Linked DNA regions of Mus musculus: regions 1 and 3 are each linked to region 2. A link is a contact called in public ChIA-PET and HiChIP or PLAC-seq data. All regions are on one chromosome and are shown on one strand. Each heading gives the region's core, a stretch centred on a gene start, on an enhancer-like site or on the middle of the called end of the contact. The rest is flanking DNA. Distances are from core to core; before and after follow the strand shown. Region 1 overlaps 1700016J18Rik (a long non-coding RNA gene). Region 2 overlaps Foxo3 (forkhead box O3). Region 3 overlaps Gm40630 (a long non-coding RNA gene).

Region 1 (4,732 bases), core at 1,446-3,945, 190 kb before region 2:
TAGCGCAGACAGGAGACTCAGTTTAAGGCCACACTCCTTATAAAACACAAGACTACACCAAGAAAACAGCAAGCAAGACTTTCACCAGGAGGAAGGAGAAGTGGCTCCGTGGGCAGCTCCACATCGCCTTGCCTGCCCCATTTCTGTAGCTCTCCTGGCATGTCAATAGCCATGGCCTCTGCAGGGTGCATGAGCTCAGGGACAAGTCGCATCCCACGGTCTACGGCTACCATGTCCAAAGCTCCCCCCTCTGTCCTACCTGCCGGTGACTTTCCTCAGACATGGCTACTGTCTGCCCCTAGAGCAAAGGGCTGTTCTCCTGGGCCTCTGTGTACCTTGCTGCTTCTGCATAGTGCTTTACACAGCCATTGTCAAATGGAGGGCCTCAGCTCCTCACCACACAGATGTGCACAGGTGCCCTCAGGGATAGGTGGAAGCCAGAGAAGGACACCCAATATCCTGACCTATAACCCTATGTTTTATTCTCTTGAGACAGGTCTCTCACTAAACCCCGGAGCTGGGTTGCTGGCCAGCGAGCAATCTCGAGTCACCTGCATCGCTGGCAGAAAGAGCTTTGATTCACTAAGCCATCTCAACCCTATCCCCACCCCACCCCCAAACAGCATTGAGACGTGGATGACTGTGGAAACTGATTGAACCAGAGGGGCGTGGCCTAATGCATTAGAGGGCAGTAACCCCAGGGCCTGCCTGTGCAGGCTCTCCTCAGCTCTTCTGAGAAGCATGTCTTCACTGCTATAGGCTAACCTCTCCTGAAATGGGGGTTGTATCATCAATAAACAGACAAGATAAGTCAGTGAACTTCCTGTCTTGTTGTTCCTTGGCTTTGAGACAGGCTCTCTCCATATAGCCCAGGCTGACCACTGTGTCTAACTTGTAGTTTTCCCGCCTCCACAAGCCGAGTGCTGCCTACATGCCTGCCTCACTACTCCTGACTGTACTCAGCATTACATTTACAGTTGCATTTATTTGTGCATTTATGTGCCAGTGTGTGTGTGTGTGTGTGTGTGTGTGTGTGTGTGTGTGTGTGTAGGGCACACTCGTGTGCTACAGTGGGCATGGGGAAGCCAGAGGACACCTCACAGGAGTCAATTCTCTGCTTGCACCACCCGGGGGCGTACTTAACATTGTCAGGAACCTGCAAACTGCTCTCCACAGCAGCCTACAGTTTACATTCTCATCAGTAAGCTACGGGTGCTCCGATTTACCACATTTGGACAGTTCTTCCTGTTGTCTGGTTTTGGTTATAGCCATCCTAGTGAGTGTAAGGAGAGATCTGAAGATGGCTTTAGTTTACATTTCCATTGGGATCAATGATACTGATTGAGTATCCTTTTATATGTATATCAGGGTGTGTGTGTGTGTGTGTGTGTGTGTGTGTGTGTGTGTGTGTATCTTGGAGAAATGCTAACCCAAGTGCTTTGATAGTTTAAAGGTTGTTTGTTTGCTTTTTCATTATTGAGAAATGAAGACTATTATTTTGGACGTTAGACCCTTCCTACAGATTGTGCAGCTATCTTCTCCAAACTGAAGCATTCTGTTCTGGGGAGAGGAAGGGGAAAACTCGAAGGCTTAGAAAGCTCAGGAACATTACAGGAAGCTCAGAAAGCTACTAGCCTCACACACAATCCCTCCCACAGCAATTGCCCTGGAGCGGAGCCTTTTTGGTGTTGCTGCCTACAAACTGGGCTACAGGCTCTTGGATGTGGCTTACATGCACTGCTAGCTGGGGTAGGAGACTTTGGGTGATGGAACTGGTCACCCATGCTTCTGCCAATAACCGTAATAAACTCATTTGTTCAGCAAGTAAGACTTTGGGGGAGTGGTTTCCTTACTTCTCCTTGGTGCCCCAACTGTAGTGAACAGACATTTGGTCACACCTCCTGAGGAATATTCACACAACATCCCGTGTGGAATTGGCAGAGTCTCCCATTCTATTGGGTTTTGGGAGGTAGGGGCAGAGGTTGTTTGTTTTTGAGACAGGGTTTCTCTGGGCAGCTCTGGCTGGCCTCGAACTCACTCTGTAGAGCAGGCTGGCCTCAAACTTGGAGATCCACCTGCCTCTGCCTCCCAAGTGCTGGGATTTGCTCAGACTGTTGTCTGAGTTGCCACCCTGCTCATTCCCTAGTGGTTATTTTCACTTTCTTGATAAAATCCTTCAATGTTACAGGTTCTTAGATTTGTTAGGGTCTAATTTACCCCAGCCCCTGTGTATTGCTTCTGCGTTTGATCCCAGACCCAAGACCCCATTTCATTAAGGTCATGATGCTTTCCTCCTGTGTTCTTCTAAAAGTTTTATTGGTTTAGCTCTTGACATAAGCTATTGATCTATTTTGAGTTTCCTCTTACATGTGGTGTAATAACTAAGCTTCATTCTTTGGCTTGGTCTATCTCGTCTGGACTGTTGAAAAGAGGAGAAATATTTTTTGAGGCAGTGGTATACTGTGGTCACCTAAATGATGCAGGGCCTGGGGAACCAGCGTGGTTTTCAGGGTCTCAGTGTGTAAGCTACTGGAGAGTGGAGCAGGGTGGACTGCTGTGGCCAGCTGAGGAGACAAATCACTCCCTCTCGGCTGGAGCAGCGTCAGCAGGCACCCGGACTCCCATGAGCGGCTGGAGTAGAGAGGAGAGATGGCTCTTGATAGCGCCAAGGTCAAACTTTGCTGAGGCAGCAGCAGTGGTGAGCCAAGGCCACCAGAGGGCACAGCAGAGGTGGTACCCAGTGGGAACACATGAAATGGCCTCTTGGGGTCACGTGGCAGCCAGAGAAGCTGCTCGGAGGCTAGGAGGGAAAGGGCATGGAGCCAGGTGGCGGTGGCGGTTCGGAGCCCCACGGAGGTAGATCATTACGGTGGCAGGTCGGAGCCCCACGAGCCGGGTCTTTACGGTGGCAGTGGCAGGTCGGAGCCCCAGACCATTGCCGAGAGTCATTGCTTGTCCTCTACCACAAGGAATGAGTTACAGTTCCCTTCCCTTTTCAAAATGCAGCTCAAAAGAGCGCGTTCTGTCTTCAGGGCCCCAGCTCTCTGTGAGAAACTCTGCACCAGACTTGAAAATTAAGCTGTGTTTGCCAAACATAGTTTTTGAATGACTGCTTTTTAAGGTCACTGATCATATATGCAGCAGAGAAAATATAGGAAGAAAGAGGGATCATTGACTTAAAACTTGTGGGGAAGGGAGTCCCGAAAAGCTAATAGGCTTCTGTAATAGTCACCTGTTTCAAAATTTTCAGATGTCAGGGCAACAGCTCATCCTTACTTTCACACAATTCCTGGGCATTTTTCATTATGCAGTAAGCGTAAGATTTGAAATTAAGTTTCCAGATGAAGGAAGAGATCCCCACCCTAAGGCCTTCCTGTCACATAACTAAGACAACTGAGGACAATAACCCCCCTGAAAGGGTTAATTCTGCAAAACAAAACAGCCCCCCCAAACCCCCAAAGAAAAAACAACAAAAAAAGAAAACAAAAACAAACAAACAAACAAAAATGAACCCCAGAGAAAACCACGAGGTGCTTTTTGGAACATTCCTGATAACGCACACATCTGTATTACACTCTCAACCCCATGGGCCTGGTGCCATCTCTGAATAGCAGAGAAACACTGAGCCAATGCCTGACAGGATCGTTCAGAGCCAGAACCCCAGGAAAGCCCCAATAATAACTAAAATCTACAAAAGGAAACAGCGGTAAGGCCCATTGCCCTTTTATTAAAGATGCTATTTCAAACCTGCCCCACTGCTGAAATCGGGGGGGGGGGGGGGGCGCTGATCTGGCAGCGGCAGCAACCACACGGTGGTATCAGGTGGTATCAGCCCGAGGGAGATACATTTATAGGCATCAACAACCTAAAAGAAGGATGCTCTAAAAGTGGTTTGAAAGAAGGACACTTTGGACCCGTTAAACACAACACAAATGTTACAATGTGTGTAAGCCAGCGGCCTCTGCATGTCTAGTGAGGGTGGTGGCCTAAGCGGAGTACAGCAGCGTATCCATCCACTTTATGAACTGAGTCAGGTAAATGATACAGCGGTCAAGGGTACCTGCCAGTAGCTTTGTTGAGGCAGGAGAGGAGAATCACAATGAAGTTTTTCCTTCTGTTCTTTAAAACATTGTTAAGGTTGCTATTTTTTCTGTTGCAGGGAGGGGACATTCCCTTTTAGTTACCTGTAAAAGGATACAAACTCCAATGCACTGGGCATTTCGTATTGAAAACTTTCAAATTTAAGTTTAGTCACACTGGTCTGGAATTCCCCTACCCCGCCTTCCAACCCCATTCCCCTCATGCAATATTAAATGACCTGGTCCACGTCTGGAGATACATCTAACAACAAAATGATATTAAATTACATCTATCATGGGGTATAGGCTCTTTGGGTGCCAAGGTCTTCGGTGGAAATGCTTGCGGAGAGAGTAGGGCGGGTTTCCAGAGAAAGGGTGCTTGAGCACGGGAAGGGAAGCTGAGTTTGGCCCCAGGGAAGAACTCCCCAGACCTGCCTTATTCTGTCTCCACCAGTGGTACTCTGCGATGTACTGTGGAGAGCTCACATCCTTGGCATTTTGTCACGTCACACGTCTGGTCCTCTGCGTCAGAGACACAATGCTTTGCGTACCCGGTTTCATTTCGCCTTGCAGAACTTCCGGTGGCGAGCAAGAGTCTCTCTAGTTGGAACCAGAAGGAGATTTGTTTAGGGACAAATCCCCTAGTTTTGACT
Region 2 (4,274 bases), core at 1,624-4,123:
CTAATCACCCTTTAAAAAGCCACGCACTGGCTGTTGGATCCTCTTGTTTCTTGTCTACATGACACACAATAACAAACAGAGTTAAAGAGACAGGACACTCCAGCAGGATGCTTCCTGGGCCCTCTGCTGCCCTCCAGCTAAGTGCTGGGGTCTGCAGCTCCCGAATAAGAATTCTAAAACACAGGAGCCTTAAGTAGCTTTTGACTGTCCCTAGCTCAGATTTGTCATTTCAGATGGAGGACACTGGGAATTCTGACTATCAAAGTGGCCCGGACAGCTCCATGGTCCTACCTGTGCCCCAATAGGTATTCCTCTCTATACCACTAATTTTCAAACTTTATATTCATCACTAGAAACGTTTTCTCAGTCTTCAGTAAGACTTAAAACACAGAGCAAAGAAAGTGGAAAGGTTTTGGGTCAATAAAATAGGAACAGAAGGTCCAGGGTATCCCAAATGCCAGTCTTCTATCACAGGTCCCTCCAAGAGCCTGTGGGGTTTCTCAGAAGGACCACATCTGAATTACCCACCCATCCCACATTCCTCTCCACTCCTGCCTTACATATCTACAGATGCCATGTGCATGTGTGCCAAGCATGACAGAAGCATGTGCAGCCCGACATAGCCAAGAACGTGGAAAAACAGGTAAAATGTACTCATATGCCACTTCTTAATGACGTGTGTATGTGTAGATGCGTACACATGTGCACATGGCAGTCAGAGGATGGCAGCCTTGCGTGTCATCCGTAGGCACGCGATCTATTTCTTTTTGAAGTCAGAGTCTATTATTGACCTGGAGTGCACACACCAATTAGGCTAGACTGGCTGGCCAGAGAGCTCCAGCGACCTGCCTGTCTCCACTTCCCCAACCCTGGGTTTCAGCCACACATCACCACACCCAGCATTTATGTGGGTGGGATCCTGAGACCCGGGAGACAGCTCCCCAACTTAACCATTTTACCATTTTGTCTCTTCACTGTGTTAACCTCATACATTTCAAATATAATCTGTCCTGTGTCACTGCTTTTACCCTGAACATATCTTTGCTTAGAAAATAAAATTGTACCATACTCATAAAAATGTCAGAACGCTATTTCTGATAACTTCTGAACTACACAACAAATTTTTAACATTATAATCAATTGGAGTGAGGAGAAAACGAAGACAATATTAGGCCTAGGGGAAGATGAATGATTGGGGTGCGTATAAGCACGACAGCAGGAACAAACCCTCAGGTAGAGTCAAAATCTCAATTCTATACACGACATCAGGAGTTTTGATTACGTGTGATAACCTACACAAGTTGTGATTTTTGTGTGTACATGCATAATAATGTTGAGAGGCCAGTCCCACATTTGATTATTAACTAGCTTTGCTCACCTCCTATTCTGGGGAAGAGAATCAAGGGCTAGATTTAGGGTTTTTTGTTTGTTTTTGTGGCTCTTCTTCTTCCAGTCTCATCATACAGCCCCGGCAGGCCTAGAACTCATTCTGCTCTCCAGCTTAGCCTTGGACCTACAGGCCCACACCTCTGCCTCCTACATGCTGGAATCACAAGCTTGTACCATCAGCCAGGACCAGCCCTGTGCTCGCTCCAGACTCAGTTTTCCTCTTGTGTCCTGCACTGCTCACCCAGAGGAACCTCGAGAATCTATGCTTCATGTCCCCAGGGCACGCATCACACCTAAAAGAGAGGCTGAGTGGTTAAGAGCAAGCCCTGGCTGCTCTAGCAGAGGACCTGTGCTCAGTTCCCAGAAGCCATGTGGTGGCTCACAACTATCTGTAAGTCCACTTCCAGGGGATCTAATGCCTTCTAAGGCCTTCTTCTGGCCTGTGGGGAACACCAGACACGCTCATGATACAGGCACAACATGCATGCAGACAACACTCACACACGTTAAATACATTTAAAAACAGGCAACAGAACATAAGCTGTTATGCATGTAATGTGGTACAACAATAAATACTTCCGCTGGGGGAAACCTCAGAGCCTATGCGACACTCAGAACCCCGACTCTGCTCATTCTCAGCATGTGACTCACACTCAGTGGTTCAACTCCAAATGTCCAGGACACTGAAGAGTTACCAGGGTGCCTAGGCTCTGTAAGTTCTCAAACTCTTTCAGGGAGTACAAGGCTGGGAACAGGGGCAGTGTGAAATGTGAGGCTCAATGGGGGTGGGGGAGGGGCTTCCCGTCTGAGCAGATTCAGCTTCCTGGGTTTCATCAAGGAACGGTATCATCATCAGGTCGTACTCTTACTCTAGCCCTCCTCCTGAAACTTTCCAGAGATGTCCATACATGTCTAACCAAGGAGGCCACCTCCCAACATGCAGTGATAAAAAGGCTGGGCTGGGTTAGTCCACTTCTTTCTCAGAATGCAACGTATCACACACCTCATGTCCAGTTGGAAGCACCCCCACTGAGCAGCTCATGCCGCCTGTAACCCTAGCTCCAAGGGGATATGTCGCCTGAGGCTTCCATAGGTACCTGCACTCACTTATACGTACTATCTACATGCGAAATCTACAGGTAACGTCTACATGTATGTGTACATGGGCACATACTCACATGTAGATACACACATACACATAACTAAAAAATAAGTAAAAAATTTCCAATAAAGTCAAATAAAGACACAAGGTCTTAGGGGGCTTAATGTACTCTCTATCCCCTGACCCCAGGCCGTCCCAACACGGGGAGGGGCTATGATCAGAGAGCAATATTGAGCCTATGGGGCAAGCATGCTGTGTGTGTGTCCCCACCCAAACTTCTCCTCTTTAAAGCTTCTCTGGAAAGGTGTAGTGAAAGGACAGCCGAGCCTAGCTCATGTCTGCATTCCCCCGCTCGCTTGATCACTTGACAGGATGAAGCTCGCTTGATCGTGTGCAGTGGGTGGTGCTTGATGCACCCAACACCTGCAAGTGCATTAAGTCACACAGAGAATGAGACATGGCACAGGGAATGTATTCCTTGTCAGAAACCAGGGGACGGAAGAAGGTGCCCATCACACTGTAGAGGCAGCCTACACACACCCACCCACACCATGTACACACACACCACACACACTCACACCCACCCACACACACCACATACACACACACCACCCCCACTCACACCCACCCACCCCCACCCACACCCACCCACCCCCACACAGACACACACACCCACACACACACACACACACACACACACACACACACACACACACACCAGAGCTGGCTGTTTCTCTAAAGAGAAGCCAAAATGGAAAGGAAGCAAAGCCTGGGCCTTAACCTCAACCACCCTGGGGACAGTTCAGGAAATGAGCAGACAGGTCCTGCCCTTTCGAGGTCCTCCCTCCGCACAGCTCCTCCTGTGCGTCTCGGGGGCTTTGGCTGGCATGAGGTCACCACTTCCTTACCCCTCAGCTCAGTCTTATCTCTGGAATCCTGAGTCACCTGGGGCAATATCCTCTTATCACCTGGAAGAACAGCCTTTCCAGCACCCATCCATCCTTATAACCTCACTGTGCCTGTACATGGACTTGCAGTGTAAGTTGCTACTGTTTCATTTTCTCCATGTCTTATTCTACACTATTAACTAACGTTATTGAGGAAGAAACTCAAACACAGGGGTGACATTATTTCCTAAGGTCAAATAAGCAGAGCAATGTGAGCAACCTAGCAGTAGAGCCTACTCCAGTGGTATGTAACGAAGTCACAGGCTTCTGTCCTAGTAGTCAAAACTCCTGTGTGATTAAAAACGTGAGTGGCCCAGTCAGAGGGAAGGGTCTGCAGTCTGCTCTGAGCAGCTGGTCCCCAGATCTAGGAGATTCAACTTTCCTTTTAAGAGGTTGCAACCAAACTGACTCCTGTATAGTAAGAAAAGCAAAAAAATAGCACAAAGGTATAGACAAAGGCCATTCATTAGGTAATCTCCCCCTCACCAGCCATTTAAAACTGGAAACTGAGAACCGATCATGTTCTTAATGTCTGAAAGAAGAAAACGCAGCACGTGACTGTCCTCCACATGAGAGTGCGGCACCCGGCATCAAAGAGTGCATTGTGCTACACACACACAACGGGGGCAGACTTGTAATGACGCAAGTATGTGACCTTCAGGCAGCAAACACACTGTCTGCTACCCTAATACGTTCTAGCTTTTACTGTAGAAACAGTTTTCTCAGCATCTCCTAGGCTCTACAGACCTTAAATACTATCTTGTCTACAGTAAACATACAATCTTTTTTTTTTAAAGTCAGCTAATCGGACAAATTCCTCCTCTCCCCCTATGTCT
Region 3 (4,177 bases), core at 1,321-3,820, 150 kb before region 2:
CAAGTGACATTTCAAATCATCAGGGAAAGGAAGGCTACTCAATCAAGAGCAACCAGGTTTTGACTCGTAGTGGTTTTCTTTGCTTATTTTTTGTGGGTCTACAAAATCGAAGCCAAGGCCACTGAGCTAAGTATATTTCTAAAGAAAAAACAAAACAAAACAAAACAAAAAACTAGATTCATAGGCTGGGTCCAGTGGCATATGCCTTTAATCCCAGCACTCGGGAGACAGAGTCAGGCAGATCTCTTGTGAGTTGGAGAATAACCTGGTCTTCATATCAAGTTTTAGTACAGGCAGGACTACATAGAGAGACTGTTTCAAAAAAATTTTAAAAAAAATTCATGTGTCACCATGCTGCTTAGTTTTTGTCGAATTGACACAAACTAGAGTCACTTGGGAGGAGAAAGCTTCAGAGAGGAACTGCCTCCATCAGATTGGCCTGTAGGCATGGCCGCAGGGCATTTTCTTGATGAATGCTTGAAATGAGAGGGCTCAACTCCTGTTGGTGCTACTGCCCCTGGGCAAATAGTCCTGAGGGATATAAGAAAGCCAGCCAAGGAGCTGGAGAGATGGCTCAGCGGTTGAGAGCACTTGTTCTTGCGGAGGACCTGGGTTTGATTCCCAACGCCCACACGGTGACACACAACTATCTATACCTCCAGTTCCTCTTCTGACCTCTGCAGGCACCAGGCACACATGCGGTACACAGGTATGCATGTGTGTAAAACATGTGTACATATAAAATAAATTTCTTTTAATTAAAGAAAGAAAGCTGAGCAAGCCATGAGAGCAAGTCACTAAATGTTGTGTCCGGCCAGCAGACCACAACCTGGGTACTAGCCTGGAAAGGCATTTTGGAAACCTGGAAGAGAAGAGGGGCTAGGTGGCGAGAGAAAAGAATGTAGCCAAGACAGTTACTCTGATCAAGGCTCAAATTTTATTGTTGCGACACTAGTTATGAAGGAAGGGGGAGGGGACCCGATTCCCGCCGAATAATCTCTGGTCCAGTAGAAAGGTGCACGTGTGTGGCTCCGCAGGTTCCAGCAGTGGGCGTGGCAGAACGAATGAGCAGGAAGCTCCACCCCTGAGCAAGCAGGTTTCAGGCTGGGGGAGGGGAGACTACAACTAAATAGTGTCCTCCATGCAGTGTTCACAATCTTCCCAATGCTGCAACCTTTAATACGATTCCTCCTGTTGTGGGGACTCCCCCACCCCCATAAAATTATTTTGTTGCTACTTCATAACTGTAATTTTGCTATTGTTATTAGTCATGATGTAAATATCTGATATGTATGCCCGAAGGCACCAAGGAGACCCACAGGTTGAGAACCGCTACTCCATGGTGACTGCTTCAGTTTCTGCCTTGGGTTCCTGTCTTGGCTTTCTTCTATTATGGAAGTCAAGCAAACCCTTTTCTCCCCAAGCTACTTTTGGTCGGAGTGGTTTATCACAACAATAGAGAGTTTACCAGTTTTGTGTGTGTTGGGGGGGGGGGGTTGGAGTTAGTTCCAGCCATGGTGAAAAACTGCAACCAGAACTATAGGAAATATTGATGTGCCCTCTGTCTTAGTTAGGGTTTTACTGCTGTGAGCAGACACCATGACCAAAGTAGCTTTTATAAGGCCAATGTTTACTTGGGGCTGGCTTACAGGTTCAGAGCTTCAGTCCATTATCATCAAGGTGTGAACATGGCAGCGTCCAGGCAGGCATGGTGCAGGAGGAGCTGAGAGTGCTGCATCTTCATCTGCAGGCTGCTGGGAGAAGACTGACTTCCAGGCAGCTAGGATGAGGGTCTTAAAGCCCACACCCACCGTGACACACCTACTCTAACAAGGCCACACCTTCTAATAATGCCACTCCCTGGGCCAAGCATATACAAACCATCACACCCTCCAATGAAGCAGGGTTTCTTAAATAAGACAAAAGCAAAAGTTAGCATGAAACAATTATACACTGAGTTACATGACTTAGAAATTAGTCTTTCTCTCTCTTTGTTTCTATCATTTGTTTTTGAAGACAGAGTTTCTCTGTGTAGCCCTGGCTCTCCTGGAACTTGCTTTGTAGATCAGGCTGGCCTCAAGCTCACAGAAATCACCCTCCCTTGCCTACACAGTGCTGGGATTAAAGGAGTGTACCGTCATGCCCTGCTAGAAATGGTTTTTCATGATAAGTATACCACTGACAAAGTGAAAAGACAAACATAGACTTGGTGAAGACATCTGTATCTCACATTGCCAAGCAATCGCTATAAAAAGTATACAGTCTATTCTTAAAAGTTATAAAGAAAAAGTAAACACAACCCTCCAAAAAAGAAAGAATGTATAAAATTGTGTGTGTGTGTGTGTGTGTGTGTGTGTGTGTGTTAATTATTCTTTTGGTCACTGTGACCACATACCTGTCCAGGACTTAGGAGAAGGAATGATTTGTGCTCCTGGTTCAGGAGTGCCTTCACCTTCATGCAGAAAGCCTGGCTGTCAGGAAGCAGAAAGCCTGCAGGAAGCAGGCCAGGCTCTAACCTACTAGACTTACCAGTGGTGACCCATTTCCTCCAGTTTGGCCCCACCTCCGCCACATCCTCCCTGAAATGCCACCATCTGAGGACCAAACATTCAAATAAGAGCTGTGGGAGACATTTCACACTGAAACCGCAGCTGACTGCAACCAAGCAGGTAGCAGAAGAGGACATTTAATGGTCTGTGGTCACATGAAAATGTGTGCTATTAAATTAAAAGTCAGAGAGATGCAAATTAAAACAATCAGAAGCTGTTTCATGCCCCCCAGAAGTGAGACAGTACCAGCAGGTGATTAGAATGGAGAGAAACACAGGGACACATTTGGAAGCTAACAGCTGACCAACAATTCCACTTCCGTGTGTCCAGAGACATGGGGACTGGAAGAATGTCCTTTTCAGTATTCTGAAATAGCTAACCGTGAAAGCAAGTCGCCTGACCCACAGGAGTAAAAAGGAGCGAGAACAGTGTGGTTACAGAAGCAGTTCAACACTGCGTTCATCACAGTGAGTGAGCCAGGTCAGCTGGATGGCTCTGGGATGGGTAAATCCAACGGGCATAACTAGCTAAAAATGAAGCAAAGTAACACATGATTTATATGAAATTTAAAGTTCATGAAACAAGAGTACGGATTGCTTATCAGTACACAGTACAGACGTTCAATCTTCCTGGTTGCTAGGCACATCCATGAAAAGGAAAAGGCCCTTCAATCCAGCTGTGCTAATACCGCACTGTCTGGAGAGGCCCTGGAACTTACACTCCACAGCGTCTGACTTATGTCTTTATTTATTGCAGGTGGGAGTTGAACCAAGGGCCTTGGGCATGCTCAGTAAGCACTTACCACGGAGCTGCACCCAGACACACTTGAGACCAAATGAGGCCAACATGAGAACTGGCCACAAAATTTGTACAAAGAATGCTGAATGGTTTCCAGAAGTTTCTGGTGTTACCTGTTAGTTTCTCTTTCCTAAGCAATTGGTGATGACTCTCAATGAGTGGGGCTCTGGGATGGCTCTGGGACGACCCTGGGATGCAGGGATGGCTGTAGGGATGAGTCTGGCCTGCTCTATGAGCTGCCATGCTGGCCACAGCCTCTAAATCTTTTGGCTTGGTAGAAGAGAACCATGATCTTCCCTTAATTTTCCCATCGCACATAATATGCACATTTACACACGACTTCAGGTACCCACATCATACACACTCAAAACCACGAAGAAACACTAGAACCACTCCCTCATCCAAACACCTGGATTCCTCCCTTCTCTGCAACAAGAGCAGGCTGTTTAACCATTCAGTGTTGAGTAGATAGTGTGGAGTCAGATCTGATTACATAACGGCAGACTGTGGAATGGTGGGGTGTGATGCCCACAAACACACTGCTCTTAGATAACAAAGGGCAGTGGTATAATCCACACTGGGACCGCCGTAACACAGTAGCCCACGCTCACATTCTGTGACTTTTCTTTCTCACTTTGGGAGCAGAGCTAACCTCATCCAACAGTCTAGCTCCGAGTTCAAGGGCTCTACTGTATGTAAAGCTCTTCTCTACGTTGAGAGACAACCCTTCTTTTTCCCATGCCCATTCTCCAAGGCCCTCACACCCTACTACTCTACTGTCGTGGAGTCGGTAGTTGTCTGATCCTTATTTCTCCTGCTACTTTTTTGGG

The links. ChIA-PET counts read pairs in DNA pulled down with a chosen protein or histone mark. HiChIP or PLAC-seq counts read pairs in DNA pulled down with a chosen protein or histone mark.
Region 1: an RNA polymerase II ChIA-PET map of memory CD8 T cells shows a contact between it and region 2, with 58 read pairs. The contact joins two enhancer-like sites. A contact is called at or near these places in 8 of 39 promoter capture datasets (the 3T3-L1 cell line, 3T3-L1-derived adipocytes, the C10 cell line and 4 more), 2 of 484 Hi-C or Micro-C datasets (bone marrow-derived macrophages and muscle stem cells), 4 of 115 datasets of contacts at active chromatin or transcription factors (bone marrow-derived macrophages, embryonic stem cells and memory CD8 T cells) and 1 of 9 other capture datasets (embryonic stem cells).
Region 3: a contact with region 2 is called in an H3K27ac HiChIP or PLAC-seq map of double positive thymocytes, with 6 read pairs. The contact joins two enhancer-like sites. A contact is called at or near these places in 1 of 39 promoter capture datasets (the SN4741 cell line), 3 of 484 Hi-C or Micro-C datasets (Sertoli cells, bone marrow-derived macrophages and nephron progenitors) and 10 of 115 datasets of contacts at active chromatin or transcription factors (the HPC-7 cell line, differentiating embryonic stem cells, double positive thymocytes and 6 more).

What each region holds. Positions count from the first base shown.
Region 1 is chr10:42,028,501-42,033,232 of GRCm38.p6, forward strand. It overlaps 1700016J18Rik (a long non-coding RNA gene), which reads left to right. Exons shown (of 3, transcript XR_871596.3): 3 at 497-610. Among named protein-coding and RNA genes, the nearest start is that of Gm51798, 12 kb to the right of the region's middle. Within about 2 kb of position 2,696, at least 61 of the 459 cell types and tissues checked have an H3K27ac peak or open chromatin away from gene starts, as enhancers often do. A contact at or near this core is called in memory CD8 T cells and muscle stem cells, where this site is marked.
Region 2 is chr10:42,217,303-42,221,576 of GRCm38.p6, forward strand. All of the region lies in intron 2 of Foxo3 (forkhead box O3), which reads right to left. Among named protein-coding and RNA genes, the nearest start is that of Gm38485, 55 kb to the right of the region's middle. Within about 2 kb of position 2,874, at least 103 of the 459 cell types and tissues checked have an H3K27ac peak or open chromatin away from gene starts, as enhancers often do. A contact at or near this core is called in the HPC-7 cell line, double positive thymocytes, memory CD8 T cells and 1 more, where this site is marked.
Region 3 is chr10:42,066,126-42,070,302 of GRCm38.p6, forward strand. Gm40630 (a long non-coding RNA gene) reads right to left here. Exons shown (of 5, transcript XR_871601.1): 3 at 2,396-4,177. All of the region lies in intron 1 of Gm51798 (a long non-coding RNA gene), which reads left to right. Among named protein-coding and RNA genes, the nearest start is that of Gm40630, 14 kb to the right of the region's middle. Within about 2 kb of position 2,571, at least 39 of the 459 cell types and tissues checked have an H3K27ac peak or open chromatin away from gene starts, as enhancers often do. A contact at or near this core is called in the HPC-7 cell line, double positive thymocytes and memory CD8 T cells, where this site is marked.